Regions from separate parts of the Macaca mulatta genome. Here region 2 is linked to region 1. Evidence: chromatin contacts called from public Hi-C data. All regions are on one chromosome and are shown on one strand. The core of a region is the stretch at or near the end of the contact, and the rest is flanking DNA. Distances in the headings are between cores, read along the strand shown.

Evidence for each region. A called contact is a pair of places that touch in the nucleus more often than the background predicts.
Region 2: a contact with region 1 is called in a Hi-C map of fetal cortical plate, with 2.1 times the contacts expected there. The contact joins the promoter of INPP5K here to the enhancer-like site in region 1. A contact is called at or near these places in 4 of 14 Hi-C or Micro-C datasets (CD4 T cells, fetal cortex germinal zone, fetal cortical plate and 1 more).

Annotation. Positions count from the first base shown.
Region 1 is chr16:2,894,017-2,896,866 of T2T-MMU8v2.0, forward strand. The region is part of intron 6 of YWHAE (tyrosine 3-monooxygenase/tryptophan 5-monooxygenase activation protein epsilon); the gene reads right to left. Among named protein-coding and RNA genes, the nearest start is that of YWHAE, 52 kb to the right of the region's middle. Within about 2 kb of position 1,420, at least 2 of the 40 cell types and tissues checked have an H3K27ac peak or open chromatin away from gene starts, as enhancers often do. A contact at or near this core is called in fetal cortical plate, where this site is marked.
Region 2 is chr16:3,067,781-3,070,630 of T2T-MMU8v2.0, forward strand. INPP5K (inositol polyphosphate-5-phosphatase K) reads right to left here and starts at 1,353. Exons shown (of 12, transcript NM_001260646.1): 1 at 1,186-1,353. The coding sequence starts at 1,229. It overlaps PITPNA (phosphatidylinositol transfer protein alpha), which reads right to left. Exons shown (of 12, transcript NM_001260719.1): 12 at 2,676-2,850.

The DNA of each region.
Region 1 (2,850 bases), core at 170-2,669:
GCCTCAGCCTCCTGAGTAGCTGGGATTACAGGTGCCCACCACCACGCCTGGCTAATTTTTGTATGTTTAGTAGAGACGGGGTTTCTCCATGTTGGTCAGGCTGATCTCGAACTCCCGACTTCAGGTGATCCGTCCACTTCGGCCTCCCAAAGTGCTGGGATTACAGGCATGAGCTACTGTGCCTGGCAATGTTTTTATTTAAAAAAAAAATAATAATGAAAATGGCCAGGCACGGTGGCTCACAGGGAGACTCCGCATCACAAAACAAACCAAAACAAACCAAAAAATGAGCCGGGCGCGCTGGCTCACACCTGTAATCCCAGCGCTTTGGGAGGCCGAGATGGGTAGATCACGAGGTCAGGAGTTTGAGACCAGCCTGGCCAACATAACATAGTAAAACCCTGTCTCTATTAAAAATACAAAAAATTAGCTAGGCGTGGTGGCGGACACCTGCAGTCCCAGCTACTAGGGAGGATGAGGCAGAAGAATCACTTGAACCTGGGAGGCAGAGGATGCAGTGAGCTGAGATAGCACCACTGCACTCTGGCCTAGGCAACAAAAGCAAAATTCCGTCTCAAAAATAAATAAATAAATAAAAATAAACAAATAAATAATAAAATACACATACACACACACATATTCAAGTCAAGTCACCTTTATTACTTTTTATTACTTTTACTCTCAAACACCCATCCCCAGGGGTGAGAGGGTATCATTTCCTCAAGTCAATCCCGCTTCCCAAACTCTCCACGTGCTTTCCCTCCATCAACAGGCAGAGAGATGCTAGTATCTGAGCTGGGGATGACTGTTAGGAGTCCACAGCTGTTTGGCCATTCTTCTTCATAGTTGTTAAAACAATTTTTTTCCCTTAAGAGATGGCACCTCATTCAGTCATCCAAGTTAGAATGCAGTGGCGCAATCAAGGCTCACTGCAGCCTCAAGATCCCCCAACCTCACTGGAGTTTTTTTTTTTTTTTTTTTTGAGATAAAGTCTTGCTCTATGAAGCCTCGCTCTGTCTCCCAGGCCAGAGTGCAGTGGCGTGATCTCAGCTCACCGCAACCTCCACCTCCTGTGTTCAAGCAATGCTCCTGCCTCAGCCTCCCAAGTAGCTGGGGTTACAGGCACATAGCACTGCGCCCGGCCTTTTTTTTCTTTTCATTTTTTTAAAGACAGGGTCTTACTATGTTGCCCAGGCTGGTCTTGAACTCCTAGGCTCAGGCATCATCCCACCTTGGCCTCCCAAGTCCTGGGATTACAGACATGAGCCACCGCAACCAGAGTGGGATAGATTTCAAGCTGGAAGCCACTTGTTCAGAGTTGGTAAATTGTTTCTGAGTTCCAAGGACTGGGAGTAGCAGCCTGAAATGCTGCGCTGGGAAGTGGTCCGTGGCTCCATCTGGCACTATTGCAAGCGTGTAAGTAAGTCCTATGTATATGAGTATCTCATGCCAATCCCGATTTAGTCAAATCCTAAACATTTCCTAGAGCTAGGAAGCATTAAAAGCTGAGTCTCACTTTAGTACCATAACCCAAAAGTCACAAATCTGATTTGATCCTTTCAGAGAAAAGACACATACGTGCCCACTTTCAGAAGCGTTTTCAAAAAGTGTAACACTTCCAAAGACAATACAGCAGGTCGATTTCCCCAACAGACACTACAGATAGCCTCAAGCAACGCGACATATGTTTCAGTCTAAGAAACTTTTTTTTTTTTTTTTTTTTTTTTTTTTTTTTTTTTTTGAGATGGAGTCTCCCCTCTGTCACCCAGGCTGGAGTGCAATGGCACGATCTCAGTTAATTGCAACCTCCGCCTCCTGGGTTTAAGCAATTCTCCAGCCTCAGCCTCCTGAGTAGCTGGGACTGACTACAGGCGCCCGCCAACACACCTGTTCTATTTTTAGTAGAGACAGGGGTTTCACTGTGTTGGCCAGGATGATCTCGATCTCCTGACCTCGTGATCCGCCGGTCTCGGCCTCCCAAAGTGCTGGGATTCCAGGCCTGAGCCTCCGCGCCCAGCCCAGCTTAAGAAACATGCTTAAAGGAATCGCAGCTAAAACTGACAACAGACTTTGTTTCCAACCTCCTACCAGCACCAGCACCACCAAATGTAAAACTATCTTGTAATGTAATGCTCATATCACACTAATTTGTCTTCTTCTCCACCCCTGTTCAACAATCTACCATGGATAATAATGATTCTCTAGAGAGAGAGAATTAAATTTCCTTTAAAATCAACAAACGTTAACAAATTTGGGCTTCTGTATTTAAAGTAAACATTCACACACACTCACCATCACAATTAAGTTTAGTAAAATACTCTAGCTAAATTGTTTGCAATGAAAACCTCTTAAAAGTAACAACAGCCGGGCACAGTGGCTCACGCCTGTAATCCCAGCACTTTGAGAGGCTGAAGCGGGCGGAACACCTGTGGTCAGGAGTTCAAGACCAGCCTGACCAACATGACGAAATCCCGTCTCTACTAAAAATACAAAAATTAGGTGGACATGATACCGGGTGCCTGTAACCCCAGTTACTCCGGAAGGCTGAGGCAGGAGAATCGCTTGAACCTGGGAGGCAGAGCTTGCAGTGAGCCGAGATTATGCTACTGCACTCCAGCCGGGGTGTTGCAGCGAGACTCCATCTCAAAAAAAAAAAAAAAGAAAAGAAAAGAAAAAAAAAAAGACCCAAGGGCCAACATACAATTTCTCTGCTGAACCCCAGAGGTAAATGGGAAATTAGTTCCCTTTTAGATAAAAAATTTCAACAAAGAGAAAAACTTCATAAATACCTATTGATACCATCTGGATTTAAATACAGTTAACTTCAGCCCCCTAAAATTGAATCTGGAC
Region 2 (2,850 bases), core at 103-2,602, 170 kb after region 1:
AGCCGGGCGCGGTGGCGGGCGCCTGTAGTCCCAGCTACTCGGGAGGCTGAGGCAGGAGAATGGCGGGAACCCGGGAGGCGGAGCTTGCAGTGAGCCGAGATCGCGCCACTGCACTCCAGCCTGGGCGACAGAGCGAGACTCCGTCTCAAAAAAAAAAAAAAAAAAAAAAAAAAAAGAAGCCCCAGACTGTGCGCAGCACAGAGCACGCAGGAGCTGCAGACCCTGCAGAGACCAGGAACAGCCTGGCCTGAGTCCTAGGCACACGATGAGGAGCACCTGCAGCAGCTGGAGATCTGGAGTGGCAGAGGGTACAGGGGGACGGGAGAAAAGAGCAGATGATGCCAAAACATCTCTTCTCCAACAGACCCTGTTCTTAGAGGTCGACGTTCTCAAAGGCACTTCAAGAAATTCTTGGCCAGTTTAAAGCAACTTCCTGTCCCTCCCTGTTAGCATAAACAACACTGTACAGAAACCACCTTCCCAGGCGCTCAGCCTGAGATTGTGTGCTTCATTTGTTTACGATCTCCCCCTGCTGTCCCACAGAGGCTTAAGGAACAAAAGATCTTTTGCTCAGAGACTTACTTTCTCAGACTCACTCTAAGAGGATGGAGAGCAAAAGTCCGGATTTCTTGTTCCCACTCTCAAATCCGACGATTAGCAGCAAATCCAGGCATCGTGACTTACACTAAGTGGGCGATTAGCCTTGTTCCCCGTGAAAGAGCAGGCAAGAGACCAGGCTAAGTCACTTCACTAAAGGATCTTATCTCAATCTGATTTCGGGTTCCCGGGGGTCACCATGGGATCAGGCAGACCTCCTGATGTACGTGCTGATGAGAAGCAGGAACAAGATTTCTAACCTAGAGCTGAAAGGTGACGGCCTCGTTATGTCTTTAACCTCAAACAACCCAACACGGCTGTCCTCTCCACAAAGCAACCGGGACACCTGCTTGCGCCCCAGTGGGAACGAGCTTGGCAGCCTCGGCTTAGAGGGGGCGCGAGGCTCGGGCCCAACGCAGCCCACCTGACACAGGCGTGGGAGAAGGTGGTAGCGCCCCTGAACCAAAGGCAGTCATGGAGGTCTGGTGCCTTGTCTCCCGGTCTGCGTCCACCCCCAGCCCGCAGCCCGAGGGGGTCGGCGGCAGCGATGCCCCGAGCAGGCCTCCTCTGCCGCCAGCGTCTCCTCACCTGAGCCTCCTGCCCTTCGGCCCGCTCAGCTTCCGCGAGCTCATGGCCGCCGTCGTCCCCGCGCGCTGGTCCGGCAGGTTCGCGTCTCCCGGCCAGCGGGTCCCGGCTAGAGTAGCCCTGCCGGCTGTCGCGGGCTGTTTTTCTTCCGGACTCCGACCTTCCGCCCCGGCTTCCGTCAGAGACGGGCCCGGGGCGCACGCCGGGCTCTGGGTGGTGCGGTTCGCAGGAGGAGGCGGGACTCTCCCACGAGCGCAAGGCTGCGAGAGGCTGAGCCAAGACGGGATCGCGGACGTCAGGGGGGGCGTGTCGGGCCTGTCATCAGCGCACGACGCCACAGTACCCCAGACGACGCGGGGTGCGCGGCCGCCGCCAGACCCGGCCCAGCCCGCGCCCGCCGTCCGCGGCTCCCAGCGTGCCCCGCGCCAGGGACCGTTTTCCGGCGGAAGTTGTCGCTTCGCCGCCGCCGCCTCTGCCCCACTCGCGAGGCATCCGAGAACCCCGTCCTTGTGTTGTCTTCGCCCCGGCTCCCCGCCGTCCAGAGACCCAGGGGGTAAACGAGGGTCGCGGGTGGCGACACGCAGCCTAGCCACTGTCCCGCCTGGGATCCGGCCTCCCCGCCCCCCAGCTGCAGGTAATCTCCCCGTTCCCGTGGCGCTCACGCCTCCGTTCTCCACGCCCACTTCCAGGCGGCTTTCTGCCCCAAACTGATTGGATTACCTATGGCATAGAGGACGTTTGGGGATTCCTGGACTCCTGGAAAATTAGCCGTCAATAAATGAAACGCAGGCCGGGCACGGTGGCTCCCGCCTGTCATCCCAGCACTTTGGGAGGCCGAGGCGGGCGGATCACTTGAGGTCAGGAGTTCGAGACCAGCCTGGCCAACATGGTGAAACCCCGTCTCTGCTAAGAATACAAAAGTTAGCTGGGCTTGATGGCGCGCGCCTGTTAATTCCAGCTACTAGAGAGGCCGAGGCAGGAGAATCGCCTGAACCCGGGAGGCGGAAGTTGCAGTGAGCCGAGATCGCGCCACTGTACGCCAGCTTGCGGGACAGCGAGATTTCGTCTCAAAAAAAAGCCGAGATGGGATTTCACCATGTTGGTCAGGCTGGTCTGGAACTCCTGACCGCAGGTGATCCGCCCGCCTCGGCCTTCTAAAGTGCTGTGATTATAGGTGTGACCCACCGCGCCCGGCCTAGAACTACTTTAAATAAATGTTTTGCTTGTTTGGTAGGGTGGATAAAGAGGAAGATGTGAAGAGGAGGCAGACAAAAGCAAAAGGAAATCCTGTCAGTAGGAAATGGTCAAATTACAGTTCAGATGTGCAATGTTTGCATAAGTAAACTGACAAGGGAAATTTTCAGACACATCTTGGTACCTCTTCCTAATCTTGCCCTGGTAAAATGGGGGTTATCAGTGCAAGTTTGAGGATATATACAGTTGGAAAATGGACATCACCAAACTGGACTCCAGAAAGCTCTGTCTAGGATTTTATTAGACTGCTTTTTTCTCAATATACCTGTATTGGAAGATTGAGACAAAAAGGCACAAACTCACATTAAATAAACAAGGTAATCTAATCAATTCTACAAAGTGTAGTTTGTAAAAGAAGTAGCACTAGGAACCAACCAAAGTAAGTCAGGGAGTCCCAGCAGGGACTGTAAAAGG